Linked DNA regions of Hordeum vulgare: all the other regions are linked to region 2. The links are chromatin contacts, called in public Hi-C maps. All regions are on one chromosome and are shown on one strand. Each heading gives the region's core, a stretch centred on a gene start, on an enhancer-like site or on the middle of the called end of the contact. The rest is flanking DNA. Distances are from core to core; before and after follow the strand shown. Region 1 has its middle 73 kb from the start of LOC123405964. Region 2 has its middle 350 kb from the start of LOC123405501. Region 3 holds the start of LOC123405501 (fatty acid desaturase DES2).

Region 1 (4,174 bases), core at 1,005-3,504, 510 kb after region 2:
TTCTTATGTCTAAATAACCATCCTATGCCAAATGTTAGCCCTATCCAAAATTTCATGTGAGTGCACCATACAATTCCCTTTTCTGGACCAGATTTGCAGTTGCAAATCAACTATGATAAATATTGGTCCAAATCCTTTCAAATTTCACAGGACTATAGTCCTTCCTTCCCTAAACCTCTCTAAAATTGTTATTTTCTTGTTGATCAAGTCGTTTGACCACAACTGCTTGCCCAAGTTTGCTATAGAAAACTTTATCTCATGCATCCCATCAATCCAAAGTTACTTTCTTCGAGCCATCTCTTTAGAGAGGTCCTACTTGGGACGGACTACACGCTGGACATGGTCGGCCATGTTGAGTCACCATGCACACGTCGGTGCACGCGGTGACCACACGACAAGCTAGTGCGTGGGATGTAGTCGGCGTTCTCTGGAAACCGGAACCCCGCTACCGTCGCCCAAGCGTCGTGCTCATGCCACCTCCGTTCACCACATCCACACCTTTGCTCCCCTAATGTCGCGTAGCCACCTGCCTGCTCCTCCCAACGCCGTCCGAATGCAGACTCGGCGTGCCCGTTCGGGAACAATGGCTAAAAGGTACCCCCGTTGCCCCACATACTGCACCGCAGCCTTGCCCGCATGCGCGTGCTACTCCATTAGAAAAGATGATGGTCATGTGTTACAAAAAATTTAATCATGTATATGAAAAAATTTAATCAAGAATTTGAAATTTTCTAAAACGTGTATAGGAAAAATGTTAACCATATATTTATAAAAAAGTTAACCTTGTATTTGAAAACTATGAATCAAGCATTTGACCATGTATTCAAAAAATATAAAAAATTGTATTGAATTTTTTAAACGTGTATTAGAAAATTGTTGTTGACATATCTGAAAATGTAGAAGGAAAATCTAATGATAAATAAGGAGAGAAAAATGAAAAACAAAATACAAGAAATAAGAAAACCAATCAAAAAACAGAAGAAACAAAAAAAAGAGCATAGAAACCGATGAGAAACGAGAAAAAGAACTAAAGAAAAAAAACAAGTGACAACCGAGAGAAATAACGTAAACCAAAGAAAAAAGAAAGAAAAGTAAAAACTAACCAACGAAAACAGAGAAAAAACAAACGAAAGAAAACACGACTGATTAGAAGTTAAGTTCCATCATCCTGCTACTCTATCACGAACCAATGCCTTCTCTGGTTGTCACACGGGTTCTGTAACCCAGGAGACAATGATTTCGACAAAGGAAGGCATTAGTTAGCGAACATTTTTTCGGAAACCTCGCCGCAAGCAGCCTTTCGCGTCGTCGTTTGGCGCGTTTTTAGTCGCCGTTACGTGTCACGCTCTGAGGTCTTTTTTAATTTCAATTTTTTGTTTTTTCGCACGCATTTTCTGTCTTTGAGATTGCTTTTTTTGAATTTTTTATATTTCGGTATTCACTGGTCTTTCTTAGCTTTTTGAAGATTTTTTTTAATTTTTTTTGCATGAAAAAACATTTTTTTTTGCTAGAGGCACGGTATTGCTTCCACGACCGTGCCTCTCGAAAACGAAAAAAACGTGTTTCTTTTTCTTTTGCGAGATGTACGGTTTTGCTTCCACGAGAGGCACCGTTTTGCTTTCGTAGGAGGGATGATTTTGCCTTCGCGAGAGGCACGGCCGTGCCGAAAAAGACGCGTTTTTTCATAAAAGGCACGGTTTTTTCTTCGTGAGTGACACGTACGTACCACTCGAAAAAAGAAAAAAAAACGCTTTTTAGTGAGAGGGACGATTTTGTTTCCGCAAGTGGCATGATTTTACCTTCGTAAGAGACACGGTCATGCCTCTCGGAAAGGAAAAAACACAAAAAATGTATTTTCTGTTTTTTCCTATCACGAGAGCCACTGTTTTTTTTATCCGTTTTTTTGCATGAAAAAAAGATTCGTTAAAACCTATCAACATGAAATCTAGTTTGAAAAATCTCGACGCCGATGAAAACGATTCGAGATTTGAACGCACAATTTAGGAGATAAACATTTTAAAAATACAAATCTATAAAAAAATAAAAATTCTCAGGCTATGACAAGTGACACTCATACAGTGTGCCACTGTCACAACCTGAGAAGGTGAAAGTGTCTTTGAAAGGTTATTCCTTAATTAGTGATTTGATCCAACTCTTCGCGTTTTTTCTTTTACTATGTGTGAGCGCGAATGGGCCGACACGATTAGTGTAGAGTATTCAGTGTGTGATCCTTCAATCGGGGACCTCCTATTCGGCGCTTTCAGCGCCTGTTAGGGAAAACAGATTCTGCAGCGCCCATTTTTATGGGCCGGCCCATGTAAAAGCATTGGTCGTTAATTTATTTTGAAAAAGTTCATAGAATTTAAAAAAGTTTAGATATGCAAAAAAAGTTCAATTATTATGAAGACATTCACCTACTTTTTAAAAATACGTTCATAGATTTTAAAAAAGTTCACTGCATTCAAAAAATAAATCTTCGATTTTGAAAAAAGTTTATCATTTTTTTAAAACAGTTCACTGATTTTGAAAAACGTCCATCATTTTTAAATAATAGTTCACCGATTTCTAAAAAAGATCATGAATTTTAAATTATGTTCATCGATTTTCACAAATGTTCGCGAATTTTCAAAAAACAAATATCAATTTTCAAAAAATTTAACGGGCTAAAATAAGTTCATGAAAAATTTCTTCATGGGCCGGCCCATTTCGAAGCGCTGCATGTGCCGGTTAGCAATTTTTGCCTTTAGCCGGCGCCTGTGAAGCTAAATAGGTTTTTCCCTTCAAACGCGCCTCACGCAAGATATAGTTGCTGCGGATTTACTGTAGGTGGCAGATGGGCCCACACTTTCTATCTTTCGCCCACATGACTGACAAATCTTATTTGGCGCGCGGGTCGCTAATTAGAGACCGCTCACGCAACCCCCGCTCCATGCTGCATAGGTTTGAACCGGTCCAAGTAGCCGTTCCATTTTGTTGGTCTTTTTCTCCTTTTATTTTTTCCTTATACTTTAGTTTTCAGTTTTATTTTCTGTTTCCATTATCATTTTTCTTATCTTTTATCAATTCTTTTCCATTTTTTATTTCAAAATTGATTAACATTTTCTGAAATCCGGAAACAGTTTTTTGACAACAGTGATCTTTTGTTGAAATTCAACATATGTACGTTGAAACCAAAATATGTCCAATTCAAAAAAGGTTCACGAGTTTAAAAAAATGTTTAATGCATTTCAAAATGACTATCGAAATCTAATATATTTCTATTCCGAAATATGTGCATCGAATTCAAAAACATACATTGAATTTAAATTTGCTCATGACAAATGTAAAATGTTTGTCAAAATTTAAAATGTTCTTTCAAAATCCAAATTTGTTCATAAATATTTAGAAAATGTTCAGTCTTTTAGAATTGAGATCCTTTTCCCGAATGTGCCAAATGTTTTGAATCTTGTGCATAATTTTATGAATCAATTTTAAACTTTTTTTGAATACCCCCTTTTTAAATAAGGAAAAATTATTCTTGGATTCAAAATATTTTTGTCAATTTCGTAATAATATTCATGGACTTTTAATTCTTTTCGGCAAAAAAAATGATGTTACAAAAAATCAAATTTCGTTCATCAAAATACATAGTTTTTTATCAAATTTGAAATTGCTCGATTTTTTTTGAATTTTGGACCATTTTTTGAATTCTTAATTTGTTATAAAATATTCAATATTTATTGCATTTGTGAAGATATTTTCAAAATCTCAAAATTTTAGGAAATACAAAATTTATACTTCGGTCGGCCCATGTTGCGTGTGGGAGATAGGGGGTGCGCACTGCAATCTTTTCCCAACACTCAGCGTGCATATTAAGAGGTATCCACATGACCAGGTTATGAGGAATTGCTCCTTATCTTTACCTACTAATAAAGTAATTAGTGTTTCTATCGCTCGTCATTAACATTGCCCATAAAGTTGATAAAAATTACCCACAATTGCCACTTATAAGTCATAGAAAATGTTTCAAACAGGAAAATCATCGCACTCGGCCGGCCCATGTAGGCACCTCCTATATTACGCTCTGGGCATTGGAAAACGATGCAGCACACCTATTTGGGCCGGCCCATGCGTGGCCGCCTGTTCTTGATCCAGGAAGAGAGACGGAGAGCTCAGCTCCGCGTTCAGCTCACGT
Region 2 (3,893 bases), core at 498-2,997:
AATTTTTTGATCCTTCGGGCGATAACTAGAGCCGTCGGTCTTATTTTATTGGCCCGAATATTTGTAATGTGTCTACCCTGAGATCAGTCTACTTGAAAATGAAAACCCCAAAAAATAGGATCTATACTCCCCCAACTATTTCTTTGGCTTTTCATTTTCTTTTATTTCCCGCAAAAAAAAATGAAACCCCAAAAAAATAGTTTGGGGGAGTCCCAATGGCTGATCCTATTTGATGCTTGCTAGCGTCAAGAAGTCGTGCCTTTGCTGAGGCGACCTCCGCTTGAGCCAGCCCACGAATAGGATTCGCCTGCTTTTCGGTTCGCTGCTGCTTCCTTCGTTGTTCTCTGCGTTTTTTTAGTTTTTCTTTTGTGGAGTTTTTCTTTCAGTTACATGTTTTGTGCGATTTTCAGTAGATTTGTTCTGATTATTTTTTGTCTACTTTTCCGTTCGTTTTTTTATTTCATGTAACTTTTCTGTTTTTCATGTGTGTTATATGTAAAGTTTACGACATACTAAAAATTGTTTATTGTATTTTAGGAAAATGCTCACCTTATATTATAAAAAGTTCAATGTACATTCTAAAAATGTTCAACGTATATCACAAAACAAAATGTTCAGTGTATATGGAAAATTGTTCATCATATATCTGCTCGCCAACAAATGGGCCGGCCCGTTGAGATCATGCATCTGATCGAAACCTTTGTCTGCTTGACACTAACGAGCGTCAGCTAGGACGCATTTCCTATTTGGCATCACAGGCGCAAGTTAACGTGTATAATTGTTAATTGGCGTCTGTGGCATTCGAATTGCACCGGGCCATATAGGTGTTTGTGACTTTTTTCTTCGAAAATTGTATGAATTTTTTTGAATAAGATGATTTTTTTTAATTTCAACGAATGTTTTTTCAGATTGATGAACTTTTTTGAATATTGATGAACTTTTTTGGAAATTTGATGAACATTATTCTGAAAATGGATGAACCTTTTAAATGTTTATGAACCTTTTTTTTAGATCAGTGATCTTTTAAAAAAATACATTGACTAGTTTTAAATTTTCAGTGAAATTAGTTTCCACGTGACTAACTTTTCTCAAAATTATTGTACCTTTTTTAAAGATATGAAAAAAAAAATCAAATGAAAAAATCTTTATTGTAATCTGTAAATCATTTTGATTTTATATTGTTTTCGTAACAAAGAAAATTAAAAAGAAAAAAAAACTGGACACAACTCTAGTGTGGGCGCCCGTTAATGATCCAGCGCCTGCAGCGCTGCTAGTATGTGGGGCTATTTTAAATTTGATTTTCTTGAACAAAGGTCAATTTTGAGAAAAGGTCATCAAGTTGAAAAAAGATTTCATTGAAAATGAAAAAAAGTTCATCCAACTTCGGAAAAGTTCAATCAATATTTAAAAAGTTCAATAAATTTCAAAATGTTCATAAAAATTTAAGATAAGTTCATGCATTTTTTTCTAACTTCGTTGAATTGTAAAAAAGTTGATAATTGTTTTCAAAGTCCATCCATTTTCAAAAGATGTTCATCAAATTTAAAAAATGTTCTTCAATATTAAAAACAGTTCATCAATCTTCAAAAGTGTTTCTTGAAATTTAAAAACAGTTCGTCGATATTCAAATAAGTTTATAGAAGTTTTTTTTAAATGTCACAAGCGCTTGCATGGACCAGTCCAGTTAGAGCACCACAGATGCGAGTTAATAATAATGTACGTTAACTGCTGCCGGTGGCGCGAAATAGGAAATGACGCGAGTAATCGCTGGAGGAAGGACCTAGATGTCCCGACCACCAGCACGGCAGGTCATAACCTCATGTTTTCGTTTTTTTAATATTTTCTGTTTATCTACCTTTGTTTAGAATTTCAAATATTCCAAATGTACGGACTCTAAAATTATTCTATTAAAACATTTCGAAAAGGTTGAAAAATTATTTGAAATTTTTGAGCAAGTATTTGCATACTATTGAATAGGTATTTGAAACAATATTGATCATGTATATAAAAAAATAATCATCATTTGAAAACAAATGTTGAACTTGTATTTGAAAAATTGTTGAACAAGTGTTTTAACAATGTTGAATAAGTACTAGAAAATGTTAAATAGGTTTTCGTAAAATGTTGAATAAGTGCTTGAACAATGTTGAACGTGTATACCGAAAATGCTGATCACTTTATTTTGACATATACGACAATGTAGAGTGAAGCTTTTTGCCTTGCGTTGTAGCGACGGGGCTAGCCCAGTTATATCTCGTTTTTCCCCCTTGATCTTCGCCCGCCCACCCGGTGGGTTGGTTCGTTCCATGTGTTTTTCATTCTCTTTGCTTTTTCACTGCTTTTTATTTATTTTCTGTTTTCTTAGCATCTTCCACGGTTTTCTTCCTTTCTTTCCCGGTTTCTAGTGATTTGTTTTTTTTTGCTTCTGTAGGTTTAAATTGATTTTTTTGCTTCTCTTTCCTTCTTCGGTTTTATTTCTTTCTTTCTTGAATTTCATTAATTTTCTTTGTTTTTAAATTTTTTAAATTCTTTTTTACATTTGTTTTTAATTTTGTTTTTCCGTTAATTTTTTTTGTTTTCTTCTGGTTCTATTCTCCAGTTCTCATGTGCGTTAACAACATTTTATTTTGACACACATTTAATATTTGTTTAAATATGGTCAACATTTTTACACATATTTCGAAATGATTTATTAACATTTTCATATACAAGATTAACAATGTTTGAATATAGAGTCAGTACATTTTCTATACACCCTTTGAAAAAATGTCAAATGCTTCATTAAGATTATCCAAGTACAAGATTAGTATTTATAATAAATATTTAACATTTTTGCGAGCACATTTAACATTTTTGAAGTTCTCGATTAATATATTGATATGCATTATTAAAAAATTTAACACATGATTAACATTTTCTAAACATAAATAACATTTCTTAAATGATTAATTATTATTTTTTCAAATATTCTTTAAACCTTTTTTCAAATGCTTGATTACTACTTTATAAAAATTATGATAAAAATTGCATTATATTTTCAATACATATTCAACATTTCTTTTATACACATTTACCATTTTTTAAATACTTGTTCAACCTTTTTTCAAATGCTTGATTGATACTTTTATATACATGATCTCAGTTTTCTCATCATTTTTTAATACATGGTCAGAATTGTTTTATACACATTTAACATTTTTTAATGCTTGCTTACCCTTTTTCCATAGTTTCTTCATCTTTTTTAAAATGCTTGATTAATTGTTTCATATATACATGATCAAATTGTATCATACATATTTTACATTTTTATACATTTTTCATTTACCTGATGAACATTTTCTCTATACACATTCGACATTTTCATATGCTTGGTCAACATTCAACATTTATACATATTTTCCAAGGTATAAACAAAAGTAAGACAAGAAAGCAAAAATGAAAAGAGGACCGTGAAAAAACCCTAAACACCAGGCTATTGTTTTTTGTGCACCTTTGTCGGCACAACTCGCGGCACCCAAACCTTCAGCGAGGATTCCCTAAATCGCACTAGATGCAAGAAACATGGTCACTCGCCCGTATCCTTTTGACTAAATGGCCCCTCAAGGATCTTATGTCGCCCACTAACCCCCGAAAACACTTATTTCGTCGCTTCACCCCCTCCTTTCGTGCCTTGCCGTTAGACATGTAATATACACGTTAGCACGCCTTCCTATTTGACGCCTTTGATCGTCCCCGATGACCAACCACCACCGTGACAAACACACAGCACATCCACTCGGTTGGCGTGATAGAGCCGGACGAGACGCGTTTCTATGCCACACCTTCTTTTGTGTTAATGAGGCAGACTGATATATCCAACTACTGGTTGGTATCGTAGATGCATCCAACCAACA
Region 3 (3,791 bases), core at 271-2,770, 350 kb after region 2:
GCTCGGCAACAATGAGCGCCTAGTGAGCGCGATGACGAGCGCTTGGTGACTCGTGCTCGACAGAGCACCTAGCTCGACTATGCGCTGACCAATGAGCGCTGGGCGCAGCGACATACTCGCTGATGAGCGCCGAGGCACGTCGGCACGCTTGGCGAGGAGCAATGTCTCGTGAGCACATTGACATCCTAGAATTGAAGACATTGGGTGCGGCGAGGATCACGTTGGGATGAAATTTGAAATCGAGGAGTGAAATGTCTTTTTAGAAAAAAATGGGCGCCGTTGAGATTATCCCTAAACATCTTAAATTTGTGAAAACAGGGAGTACATGATAGCATGATATCATGATCCTATTATTTACGGAAATACTAACTCACAAACGTTCCCTTGGAGGGGGTTGGCTGTTGATGGCATTTTGAAGTGGTCGCAGATGGCAATATTTCCCACTTTACCTTCAAACTTTACCTTCAAATCTATAAACTATGCAAATCATTCAAAACAACATAATTTTTTGTTGCCTTGACATATGGGTACCGTATGTTGCATAGATATGAGAAAGAATAATCCGCCTACAGAAAAGCCCTTGCAATATTTCTTATGCAAACGACATATATTTATCATCTTGAACATGCCATTCCCAACCCAAGGAATCATATGATATTGTAATTGAGCGATAATTCATTTCAACAAGATTAAAAACATGTGAATAAATAATGCATGTATATATGTAACTTTCTTTTATGAAAATGTACACACACACATACACACGCACAAAGATAAGTGTCTAACTCGGTAAGTAAAGGGCTAATTGTCAAGTTAGATATAATAATAATGATTTAAGTTCGTTTACACCCTTCTATATACTACTCTATACTAAATTACAACAACATGATATAAACATACATATATACCATAATTGTTTTGCAGGAAAGTTTCTACCATGAATTAATAATTATATTTTCACCAAAATTTTCATGTGTTTGGTCCTTTTCATCCACTAATAATTATTATCACATGTTTCGTAATATTCAAAAACAATGGTTTTTGTAATCTTTACATGTACTTCATTCGTCGGAGTATAAGTTTTTTAAAGATTTGTATATAGACATTCATAGAGTGTAGATTTATTCATGTTATTTCGTACGTAGTCTATAATAAAATTTATAAAAAAACCTATATTTTAAAAAACGAAGGAAGCATATTTCATACGGGGTCTGTTTGCTGTATTTCTGTACAGGGGAGGCCTCAGCTGACGGACAAAATTGGCACTATATCTAGTGGTGAATCCCACGCCATTCTGGTGGCAGGCTCCGGACCGTCGGATGGCCCGAACGGACGGCCGACGGCCCGCCATGCGAGATCCGGGTCACGGCCCCCTCAGACGAGCGATACAAACCGCGACACGTGTACGGGGCCAGATTTCTTGGGTCAGTGCGCCCCATCTGGCTCCCGGGACCCGCACGCCAGTGGGCGCGCGTGAGGGGACGGGGCGCTTTTAAATAGCATCCCCCACCGGTGGACTCGGAGGCGGCCTGCTCCTCCCCCCCGCACAAACCACTCGTTCGTCCCGTCCACAAGAGGAGCAGACGCGCCGGTGAGGGTGCGCGCGCGCGCTCGCTCGCTCGCGTGGTGTCCGTCCGCCCGATCCGCCGCCTCGACCACCACCACCCCTACCAGGTATCGCCATTCGTCCGAATCCATCGCTTGTCTGGCTCAATTGGTAGTAGATTCATTTTCTTCGGTGCGGATTCGCGCGGAATCTGCTTGGTTCTCCGGGCGTTTTAAGCCGCCGGGAATGGCGAGCAGGCAGGGCGCCATGCCGCGTGCGTCCCGTATCCCCTCGTAGAGCCTCCGCCGGCGCCGCCGTGAGAGGAGCTCGACAGACAGGTTGCTGTTTTCTCCCCCCTTTGCCGCCGCACCTGATTCCTGCCACCGGTCCGTCAATCCGTTGCTCCGCTAGACGCCGCACCTACCCCCGACCGAATTCCCAGCGAAATGCGCGTGTCCCATGCACGGTTTCACCGGAGGCAACAGCGAGCAGTATTGGAACGAACGAACGAACGAGGCGGAGATCGGGAAGCGGCGTACCAAATCCAAAAGCGCAACCCCTTTTCCTGGTTGCTGACGGGCACCACGGCAATCGATCGCCTCTGGTTAGCGTTGACATTTACAAACTCGGGCTCTGTTTGCATCTTGCCACCAGATCTGCAGGATTTTGGTGCGGACGGTGTCCAGATATTCCGGTACGCCTTTTGGGCCCTGATCCCTGCACCTTCGCCGCTAGCACTCATTTTAGATTCGTAAAATCTGCCATGCTTTTGGCAGCTCCCGTTAGTTTCGTTGGAAAAGCTGCTACCTACCTTTGCCTCCCCTTCACCCCCGGCGCGCTAAATTTGTAGCACCATGTGTTTCTTCTTTTTGATTTGATCAAGGATGAGAGAACCACTTTCCATCCACAATCACTTGAAACAGAATCACAAAGCTGTGATTACTGATTAGGCCGTAACAAAACTAATTGGCCTTTGACAACACGCAAGCTTTCAGTTTTCAAAGAGGCAAGCCGTTATCGCAAACACACACACACGCACACACAAAAATCCGTTTGTCCAGCGAAACACGGCAGGCGGAGCCTCAGCCATATGCTTCTCGTGCCCATGTCGTTGGGATATTATCATAAGAAAGAAGAGGGAAAAAAAAAGAAAGTTAGGCCGCTCCTTTCAGCATGTCGTCGGCGGCGGCGGCGGCTGGCGCGCTGCTGCTCCTGACCTAGAAAAGGTCATCGTGATTCACGACCCCGTCAGATATCCTGTCGCCGGCGCCTGGACGGTGGCGATTGTCCCTTTCCGTTTCGTCACCCCACGACCGCGTGCCTGCGCTAAGGTACAGAAAAGACTGCGTGGGTCAGAGCTGCACAATATTCCACGGATCCAGGCCCACACCCACAAGGCGGGCCTGCACCACCTTTTTTTTTTCGTATTTCCGGCCGCAGACGTCCAGCCTAGCTGGACGCGCACAAACGAACAAAGGCGCAGATCTGGGTGCCCATGGCCCTCTTCCACCTTGGATAGCAGTACCCCTCAAAAAAAAAAACTTGGATAGCAGTAGCACCACGCCAGCCCTGTACTTGCCCTGTATGTGCTGCCCCCGCTCTGGTCCTCCTCGCCTACAGCGTGTAATCCAGGCTTAATGCCTGCCCCGAATCTGCAAAATAAGTCCTAATCAATCAGCTAAGCTGGGTTTATTGCCCTGAATCAGCAAAGTTGAACGTCGCGATCCGGAGCTTTATTATGGTTTGGCCGTGGGACTTCTTTTTCTCTCTTCAAAGCGAGAAGGAAATCACTAGCACTTTGTTGATGGCATCTGAATTGAAAGTCCACCTACCGTCTGGAGATGCGCCATGTTCAACGTGGTATCTCGTTTTACTGCTGTTCCTTGGTCTCGGTCGCCCACTGCTGCGCCGAGCTGAGGTGGGGAAGTGTGTGCCCGAGACTGAGAGGGTGGTGGTTGGTGGGTGACTCGGCGTTCTCGGACCGAATGTGTCGTGGTCGTAGCACAGGGGCGGGAGAGAGAGAGAGACGTATTCGTCCATATTGGCGTCCTCCTTGAAGAGATGGCGGATGGCTTATATTTGACCGTCCAAGGTGTGTCTGGTAGGATTTGATCGCCTTATCTTACTGGATATGTCCTCATTTTGAACGAGTTTCTGGCGCATATACTTCCTTTACTTTGACCATTGGATTGGTCACCTTATTATCTCCATCTTCCACCGCCCTGTGTTTTACTCCAGTACGACA

The links. Hi-C and Micro-C count contacts between places; a contact is called where the count stands out from the background.
Region 1: a contact with region 2 is called in a Hi-C map of leaf, with 4 times the contacts expected there. The contact joins two enhancer-like sites. A contact is called at or near these places in 3 of 6 Hi-C or Micro-C datasets (leaf and seedling).
Region 3: a contact with region 2 is called in a Hi-C map of leaf, with 4 times the contacts expected there. The contact joins the promoter of LOC123405501 here to the enhancer-like site in region 2. A contact is called at or near these places in 3 of 6 Hi-C or Micro-C datasets (leaf and seedling) and 1 of 1 datasets of contacts at active chromatin or transcription factors (embryo).

Annotation. Positions count from the first base shown.
Region 1 is chr6H:475,440,612-475,444,785 of MorexV3_pseudomolecules_assembly, forward strand. No RefSeq gene overlaps it. Among protein-coding and RNA genes, the nearest start is that of LOC123405964, 73 kb to the right of the region's middle. Within about 2 kb of position 2,255, at least 2 of the 3 cell types and tissues checked have open chromatin away from gene starts, as enhancers often do. A contact at or near this core is called in leaf, where this site is marked.
Region 2 is chr6H:474,930,029-474,933,921 of MorexV3_pseudomolecules_assembly, forward strand. No RefSeq gene overlaps it. Among protein-coding and RNA genes, the nearest start is that of LOC123405501, 350 kb to the right of the region's middle. Within about 2 kb of position 1,748, at least 2 of the 3 cell types and tissues checked have open chromatin away from gene starts, as enhancers often do. A contact at or near this core is called in leaf, where this site is marked.
Region 3 is chr6H:475,281,045-475,284,835 of MorexV3_pseudomolecules_assembly, forward strand. It overlaps LOC123405501 (fatty acid desaturase DES2), which reads left to right and starts at 1,521. Exons shown (of 2, transcript XM_045099164.1): 1 at 1,521-1,674.